2 separate regions of the Drosophila melanogaster genome follow, and region 1 is linked to region 2. Evidence: chromatin contacts called from public targeted proximity ligation data. All regions are on one chromosome and are shown on one strand. The core of a region is the stretch at or near the end of the contact, and the rest is flanking DNA. Distances in the headings are between cores, read along the strand shown.

Region 1 (4,831 bases), core at 1,764-4,263, 94 kb after region 2:
ACGATTGTAAAACAAACACATTGCAATCCGACTTTTTTGTTGTCACCGCTTTCCGGCTGGGGCTCCTTTTTTAGGCCCAACCGCGATTGTAATTATAACTATATAGATTTTTTTTTATCTTTTTGCGATTATTGGAACGTTAGCGAGCTCTTCACGCTCTTCCAGTCAATACGATTAGCAAGAGCATTTTCTCATTTCTCTGTTCACCGCGATGTTTGGCTTCGGAAATAAATGAAAATCGGGGGAGAAATCAAATCACCGAATTTTATTCACTAATCTAATGCACACACCCATGCACACAAACACACACACACGCCCACGCACACAAAAGTATGCTAATACATTTGGGCACAGGCATAAATATTTTACGCGTGCAACAGTGCGTATACTCAATTTGTTAAATAGTCCGCACAAACATGCCGCCAACACGATGGCCCGGCGCCAATGTCATCAGTTTGTCACCGCTCAAATCGGAAAATTGATGAGGTGGTGGGGCATTAACCCGTGGCTTGGGGTGGAAAACAATCCCAAGGGACAGTGAAAATACATACCAAGATTGGAAAAAGCCATATTCAAAATTAACAAATTTTCATTTCTTGTTCATCTTTTGTTCGCGTCGCTTTTTTATCAAATTAAAAGAAGCTCTGTATGAGAAACTAAAAGTTTCAAGTTATTATTAATATTACTGATTTACTTGATTACACTTTTAAAGCATAAAGTTTTGAGAAAGTTTTTCCAAAAGCCAACCGAAGTTTTTTCCCCTTGGTTTCTATTGTTTTACGAACTGCAATTATTTCCGTTCTAAACTTTTTTTGTTCGCCAGTTAGATATTATATTCTGTTATTACACCAAGAACTATAAGTTCTTAGCAATGAGTATAGAATTGCATTGAAAATTACCTTTTTTAACATAGATATTTCTGCTGCTATCAGTTAGCATAATAATATCAGCATTAACAAAGGTATCCTTCATCCTGCGTTTTTCCCCTCTATCCTTTCTTTTTACTTCCTCTGACATCCTTTTATCGGCCCTAAATTTGTACTGGCTTTTTGTGTGTGCTCGGATTTAAGCTGCGATAAATTCGCAGATTCTACGGCTCAGATTCTTCATCTGCCATTACGCACGCATCTCCATAATAATGATAGTAGTCATAATAATAATAATAATGATGATGATGGCGGTGATGATGCCACATAAAAGGCGGCGGAGCCCATTTCAATTTCAATTCGACAAAAGGCGCGTGTATCTGCAAGATACATTTCTATCTCAAGAGCGCAAAATTGCGCGGCAAACCAAAGCTCGCAAAAAGCAAAAAATCGCATATATGAATGCTAAAATATATTTCTGGCTTACTATTATATTGTTGATGCCTTTGCTGTTCGAACTATGAAAGGCTTTGCAAAAAGTAACGCACATCGCAGACAAACTTTTATCCGTACGACAATTGAAAAAAAACAATTCGATAAATCAAAAGAAAAATGAAAAAAAACGCTTGTGCGAATTTGAGCTACGGTTTTTTGTTTTGAATACACAGAAAGTAATTGGATTGCGTTTAAATTTGTAATAGCATTTAGATTTCTAATTGAATTTTATTAAAAATTCGTTTGTTTTATTAACCAAGCAAGCAAATTAAACGAATAAAATAAAAAATGCTTCTGGTTGAAAAAATATTGGAAATACTAGCTTATTTCTTCTGTGCATTGTGGCGTTCATTTGTTTACAGCCCTGCGATATAAAACTTTGTCTCGTTTACATCTTTTTCGAAATATATTGTATAATATTCGGTTTTGGTTTAAGATAAAACCCAAAACTGGAAGATGAGCAAAAAGCCGGCTGAGCAAAGGAAATCACATTGGGGTAGTTGTTGTTATATAAAACAAATTGTACGCGAATTTTTGCACAAAAACACACAGATACACGACACACACACACAAAGAGCCGCAAAATCCGGCGCTCAGGAAAACAGAGAGCGAAAGAGCGGATGAAGAGGACGAAGGGGAGGAAGATGAGGAAACAAACGAATTTCAGCAACGACGCAAATTTCGATTTCCTCGAAATTTCTACCTTCTATTATGCTCGTTCCTCTCCCGACTGCTGCTTCTTCTTGCGCTTCTTGTTTGGGCATCATATACTTTTTTGTTTGCAAAAATAAAAAATAAGGAGAAGAAAACAGTGAAGAAGAAGCAACAGCAGCGGCGGCAGCAGCAGCGCAGCTTACTAAGCTTTTGAGATGCCGCCGTTTTGCTCCTTGTTTTTTGTTTTTGCTACGCTCTTGCTGCTTTGCCTTTGCTTTTTCGGGTATTTTGCCTTTGGGTTTTTTTGCTTTTTTGCGTTTTTGCCTTTTGCGTGAACAAGAAGCAGCAGCAACTACTGTACTTGGAGTTTTTCCTTTGCTACATACATTCGTATATCCTTTTTGCCGCTTTGTTTGTTTGGAATTTCTCAATTTTCAAATACTGATGCCACCCACACGCACACACACAAACGTACACGCACTCCCACTCGCACACATACACGCACTTTACGCTTTTTTGTGCTTTGCTGCGTCTCCAGTTTCTTGTTATTTCGCCCTTTGTTGTATTATGTCATAATTTATTTGTCGCCCAGGACTAAACAATGCCGGAATTTTGCACAATTGATAAAGCCAATGAATCACATTTCGTTTTCATTAGCCCCCACTCGTGCTGTCTTGCTCTTTCTGGCTGCACCGGCTCCTCTCTTTTACTTTTTACTTTTTACTTTTCTGCTACCTTTGTTGTCTTTTTTGCATTTCCGCTTTACGTTTGTGTTTCGCTCGCACTCACGCACTCAAACACACGCAAACACAGACGCACACATAGCTGCAATTACTGTTGTTGCCCAGCTTGTTTAACTTTTGTTTGTTGTTTGAAACACACACAAGCACGCAGCGTCGTCGAAAATATCGCGAATTTACAAGCGCCGGCAAAAATTTACTAGAGAAATCCGCCCGCAATTACACAGAGCGACGCAGCAAACACGTCCAAACTGTTCGCCGAGCTTTGGCGCACTGCTTAACTTATGCTTATGAATGGAACGGCGGCGACAAGCAGCCCGTTCGGCGAAAGAACGAGAAAGCGATAGTGATACTCCCCCAATTTCTCTTTCTCCTCGGCGCTATGTTAACCGATTCGGGAAAGGCGCCGATTTGAATGTAATACGATTGCGATCAGATGGAAAATTCGCATCTGTTTTAAAACGTAAAAGATAAAAACTACCAGCTTCTACTTCTTCTTTACGATGTTGTCTTGCATTGCAAAAATCGAACTCCACAGCTTTAATCATTTAGGCTTCACTTAAACTTAGCACTAAAAATAATGCTCAATATCTTCTTAAACACCAAATAGACATGAAGGAATATCAAATACACATTCCTATGACAAAAAAAAATGTTAAACAATTTCAGCTCTTTTTAACATCAAGATACAAAGAACAAAACCTTTGGGTTTAAATCGGTTAACATTGCTTAACATTAAGCGGTTGTAAGAGAGCAGCAACTTAAGAGAATTTGTACACTCTTTTATCTTGCTCAATTTGAGCTTTGAAGAGAGCCGGCAACTTTTGTTTTTGTTTGCGACGCCAAAATTTCAATGTCGACGTCGCAGTCGGCAGCGTAAGCTTTTCGAGCAGCGAAAAACAAACAAAACGGAATGCGAGTAAAGCAAAAAAGAGACACAAAAAAAATGCAGTTTGTTGAATCTAGTACTAAGATTTAAATTTATTACAGACAAACGTAACTTTTATTTTGCACTAGAAAAATATTACATATTATATTATTATCTTGTGTTATATTATATTATAATTACTTACCGAACACCAAGTACTTTACAGTATTCAAGTTATTTTCCTTTTTTAACGTAATTAATGAAAATATTCATTATCTTTTAATCTTAATTTAAAATATTAACTTAAACTTCATCTCAAATAGGAAGGCGCCGATTAAAAATCGGAAATAGAGATGGCAAATAAAACGAATGGTTGTTGTCTTTACTAAAGGTGAGTTGCGCAGTTGCTAGTAGTGTGACCAGACGGCGATTCACAAAATTTCTCCAAAGTGTGAACGTATGCGAAGATACTTCGTTGATGGAAGAGGAGTGTCACCTTTTTCTTGGTTTTTCCAGAGCGTCATACTGCAAAGAGTTGTTGTTGCGCGCGGGCGGACGACGAGAAAAAATTGTAAACGCGGATGAAAACAACGGTTGATTTTCACCCAACGCTCGTGATTTTCGACCGCTTTTGAGTGTGGAAGCGAAAAAACCGCCTGTTTTTTAACTGCATGAGTGCGTGCGAGTGTGTGTGTGTGCGTGCGTGTACGTGTTCGTAATTTAGACGTGCTGCTCGCTGCGATTTTCGTTGTTCTGTGTGGCCCCTGTAACTACAGTAAATACTCGTGCAAATAACGCGTCAAAGCGTGCGAAAAACGCAGGGAGAACGCCAGCTAGCGCCTTCTCTTTCACTTTTTCGCTGATTCCTCGCCGCCTTAGACTAGCATTTTGTTGTTGCGCAGCCTGCGCGTATATGTGTGCGTTCGTCCGTGTGTGTGCGCTTGTCCTGCGTGTGCGTGTGTGTGTAAATTCCAAAACATACGCCGCTGCACAGTGGCACAAAAACGAGAGAAACGTAACGTAACGAAATAGCTATTTGGATTCCCGGCTTTCGGGCTTTCCCTGTGTGCGTGTGTCCGTTTGGGTGTGTCGCATTAATGTTAATTTTCCGCTGAAGTTTTTCACTATTCCACCATTCCACGCAGCTTCGCTGTGGAGAGGAAGCAACAAATGCGATGCGTTGCGTTGCGTTTCTTGTTTCTTTTAAC
Region 2 (4,941 bases), core at 390-2,889:
TATTTTTAAATACGCTCAGTTAATCAAAAATATTCGTACATATATAATTTGATTTTCAGCTCCCTTCGCACGCAAATCAAATTAATGTTGCATGCGTTACTTTTCCACTCTCCTAAAATGTGTGACGACCTTGTGCCATGAAAAATGTATGCTTTCTGGGCATGAAAAAAAAAAGAATCATAATCAAATTTAACTGTTGTCATCATGATTTATTTACTCAAGAACAAAACACGACAAACGATGACGAACTCGCCTTCAGACAGAAGACAGAAGCACAAAGATAAATTAATCGCCAGTCAGTCACAGAGTCGATCGGTCTATTGCCCGAAGTCATTTATTCACAAATGCTCGTATATGAGTATATCGGGGCAAACTCGAGATTTAAGCCGGGTATGTCGTCATAGCTACAATAATGAGAAAACAACTTGTTTTGCCTGCAGGAGCAAATCCATTTTGCAATTATTTGCCTGTTTCAGTTAATTATAATTATTTGCGAAGCAACAAAATGCAAGCAAAAACAAACTATACAAACATGACTCTAAACAATATTCTTTGTTGAAAAATAAAAAAAAATCGGGTTCCAACAACTGAATTGTGACTTTGAAATCAGCTTAGCACTTTGAAATTAGACGCTATGTGAAAACAACTTGAGAAGTGCACACACCCAATACATCTGAACTGAAACTGATCGAAACGAATTAGAATAAATTATAAAATCCAAATATATGGACAGGAGTCAAAAGCGTCGGCTATCAGATACCCATCAAAAATATTTTAATTACAATTTAAATTGCTGAAAATTACTGAACACCACGTTTCGAAGAATTGTTATTATATATATTTATATTATCTTACAGGAAATACTTTAAATACTTGTCATGAATTAAAGTTAAAACAACAAAATTCCACCATCCATTCTTAAAACACTTAAATGACAAACAAATGAGGAGATTTCCTTGAACTTTACTTCGACGTGCCTCATAATTCGCCACGAAATCCAAGTTGATCCAAATAAATACCAAGAATGAGTATCATTTATGGTCTGGCAACCAAAGTTCAACCTTAAAAATGGAGATCCGACACAAGTCAAGCTTTGGTAGCTGATACCATCTCAATCAAAGGCGAATAAACATTTTTAACTATTTTCAAGTGAGCTCAAGCAATGTCTGACTTGTACAAATGAATGTCAAGCGCTGCTGCAGCAGCAAATAAAATTAGCAATAAATTTAAATAAATAACTGCCTGGCGATATTAGATCATACGAAATCTCAGGGGGCCGTCTACGCGTACTCGTGGTAGCACTCAAAACACTCGAAACGAAACCGAAAATCCATCCGAATCGGAAATCACTCAAGAGAGTGCGCCAAAGACCAACTGGGACCGTACTATGCGATACAGTACGATACGATACGATCCGATACGATACGATCCCATCCGATCCGGCCAACGCAAAAAGCACCCACACATCGGGTGGATGTGGATATTTGGGGAAAGAGAGAACTGGTTTCTCTTCAATGACTTTGTGCTGAGCTGTGCTGTGTTGTGTTGTGTTGTGCGCTGGGCTGTTTTGTGTTGGCGTTGGCGAGCGCCAGTGGGTTTCTCGGTTTATTGGTCGTCGCTGAGAAAACGAGACTGTGCTGCCTTTTAATGCGGCATTTCATTCATTGATCGTTCCAATAGCGCGCCGCACGCTCAGCGCAGCGGACAAGTGAGCCAAAAGTCCGACTTCCACTGCCATCGCCGCCCACCTGAGCCGCTAACCTGGCTAACGGAGTCAAAGCCAACTGGGGGCAGTAGTCAGCTGATTTAGCTGCCACCGCATCCCAAGCCAAACCAAGTCAGACCATCCCAGCGATCCGCGAGATATATCTATTCAGTGCACAGCCGACAAGCGCAGCAGGCGGACGCAGCGCAGCATTTTCTCCGTGTATTTTCGTATGCCATCTCGGGATATTGGATACAGATACAGATTCCGAGATACAGATACACAGAACGCGAGCGACGCGCACTCATAGATATTTTTAGCAACCGGCCTCACGCACACCGCCGCACACATTAGTACCGCCGCACTGACACACGCGGCTTGCACGTTTTCACGGAAAATCCATTCTTCGAGGCTTTTCCAGCAGGCCCAAGATAAACACAACTCAAGAATGCGCGAAAACCGTACCGAAGTTATTATCAATAGTTAAACCAGCGGCGCAATCACAACCGCAACAACCACAACCACCGCAATATTAATTCAAACCAAAACAAGTTCCAGAAGTTTTTGAGGAAATAAAAACTGAAAACAAACCTTTTTTGTTGTGTTAACATGCCAAATTTATGCATGAGCTAATAACTTTAAATCCGAAAAGAATAAAAAAAAGTCCAAACAAAACAAAATTCAAACAAAGATCGCATATCAAAATTAGTTGGGTGACTAATTAGACAGCGCGTTGTCGGAATTTCAATTTGCATACTTTGGCGCAACTTTAATGAACCAAAAATTAAAATAAAAACATCAACAAATCTTAATCAGAGTGCACAACTGAATTCAAATCATCCTGAAAGACCAATCCCGCAGCCATACATTGTTGGATTTATGAAATCAAAAAGGTAAATATACCGCCGCCATTTATCAGACATAAGCGTTCAGATATAGAAAAGATATAGAAGATCTGCCCGATCTCTTGTTGCCGCCCCAATAAAAATAGACAAAAGGCATTCCTCTGTCCAATCACGTTAGTGGCTGGCAGATGGGGCAGGGCGGGCTTTTAAGAAACTTCTGAAACATTTATTTGTCCAAGGTGTTGAAAAGCCAGATGTGTGCAGGGGAAAATGTTTTCGAGCTGCTCAGCAGGGAAAACGGCGACGACAGCCAGTTGTCAACTGATTTTCAAAGGTTACCGAAGGGAAGCAGCAACTTGGCTGCGTTTGTTTGCGACCAAAGTAGGGGGAACAGTTTAATTAATGTGCAAACAAAAGCTGTGAATTCTCATCATCAATGAGAGTCCCGCTTAACCTGCCACTCACTTTAAATCTGTGATGTGCTAATCAACGCCGGCATTTATTTATTTACTTTCATTTTCGCCATACCATTCGGCAACAAGCACTATGTTTGCCCAAATAATCGAGTAAAATTGGTTTCTGGCAGCCAGTCAATCGCCGATTTTAATTTGGCATTTATTTATTTAATATATTAATATATTATTCATTTTGTCGAAAGCTAAAATAAACTAGCATCTCATGGGCTGACTCAATACATGATTAAAAAATGTTATTCGTCATAAATATTTTATGATTTACAAAAAAAAAATTCGCCAAAAATACACGCATTAATCGAGTCAAATTTTAATGATTTTTCTGCCATGGAAAGGTGCATCTAAAATTAAATTAGTTTATGGACACATGAGTCTATTGCTACCCTATATATACTTGCCTACCTCATTGTTTGCTGTCCCCCTGACCCAAATCTCGATCGTATGTGGGAAAAGCCAGCGCCCCTCCTTGCAAAGAGACTTAAACAATAACAATAGCAGGAATAAATCAAGAAAAATAAAAGTTAGTCGTAGGCAAATGCCAGAGACCTGTCAAAAAATCAAGCAAATCAAAAGCCGATGGGTAATACAAAACCACACAGAAAGCTATCAAAATATAACTCATACGTATTCGTATTTATCCACACGGTGGTGGAAGGGAGACGGTGAATGTAAACACGGCCACATCACACATACGCAGTGTGTGCCAATTTTAATAAACAAACTCAACGTAAATGGAAAATCAAACAAAATCATTTGGCCAAAGCAATGGCAACAAATCAACAGAAGAAAAAACAAAACGAAATAAAAGGAAAGAAGCGTAAAAAAATCAAAAGACGGCAAAAAAAGAGATGGGTAAAATAACAAATAAGAACTTGCCGCAGGCCGGCTAAAAATAATAGCTGCCAACGGTAGCACACACGAGACTAGCATCAGGGGGACGTGCAACGTGCAACTGGCAACAGCCAACAGCACGAGACAACAGCAACCACACACACACACACACGCGCAACTAGCTAGGCGAGCAACAACAAAGGTTATAGACTATAGGTGACTATGTATATAGTATCGGCAACAAAGTCGAAGCCGAATGAAAGATTTTGACGCTTTCCACAAAAAGCAAATTAAGAATCACAAATCGAGGCAGATAAAAAATAGATAGAGCGCTACGAAAATAAGAAAACGAAAATAGTGAAGGAAGAAAATTCAAGTTGCATACAATGAAAACTAATTTTAGAGCTGTGGAAAAGACAACAACAACAAAACGAATCAAAAACACGGCAGGCACAGAGACAATCTGAATCAGTCGGAGATTCCATAGCGAATCGGTCCAGAGGGCAGCTCTTGAAGTTACGAAAGACAAAGCAACTTTGGATTTCATTCAAAAGCAATAATTAAAGTTGAAAGTTTAGTTCTTGATGATGATTTTACTACTTTAGTTACTTTTTCAATTGAAGGATTACTAATATTTATAAATCAAAGTTTAGATCCGTTTACCATGCTAACTTTATCTTGTCAAGAGAAAACATTGTTCAAACTAAGTCATCTACCCTCGTTATAGCAATGCCTCATGTGGTTCAGTTGCTTTTTTTTCCGTGCCCAAGCAGCAGACGCTTCATTTTCCATTTAACCGCACCCGACTGCCGAAATCCTTGAATTCAACAATTCCTCCTGCCCCGATTTTCCCCCCGGAAAACCCATGGGCGCGCAGACAAGCGTGCAGAAAAAGTTCTAAATTTAATGGCTACACCTAAAAATGCAGCGACTGCAACCGAACCAAAAGTGAAGGGCAGACTGCAGAGGGAGGAGGAGCCACTCGCCGGTAGTTTCAAGTGCACTTCGGCTAGGCCTGGCTAACTTCCCCGTCCCCATTCCCATTCCATCTGATTTTCCCCAAAAAAAAAAAAGTATTTTATATATC

The links.
Region 1: a targeted proximity ligation map of the Kc167 cell line shows a contact between it and region 2, with 5 times the contacts expected there. A contact is called at or near these places in 8 of 107 Hi-C or Micro-C datasets (the Clone 8 cell line, the Kc167 cell line, the S2 cell line and 3 more) and 3 of 7 datasets of targeted methods (all in the Kc167 cell line).

The regions. Positions count from the first base shown.
Region 1 is chr3R:26,532,204-26,537,034 of dm6, forward strand. It overlaps plum (plum,), which reads right to left and starts at 3,014. Exons shown (of 11, transcript NM_001260388.1): 1 at 2,521-3,014; 2 at 1-219. The coding sequence starts at 21. It overlaps scrib (scribble), which reads left to right and starts at 4,147. Exons shown (of 25, transcript NM_001260393.1): 1 at 4,147-4,194.
Region 2 is chr3R:26,439,139-26,444,079 of dm6, forward strand. tx (taxi) reads left to right here and starts at 1,640. Exons shown (of 2, transcript NM_001300614.1): 1 at 1,640-2,598.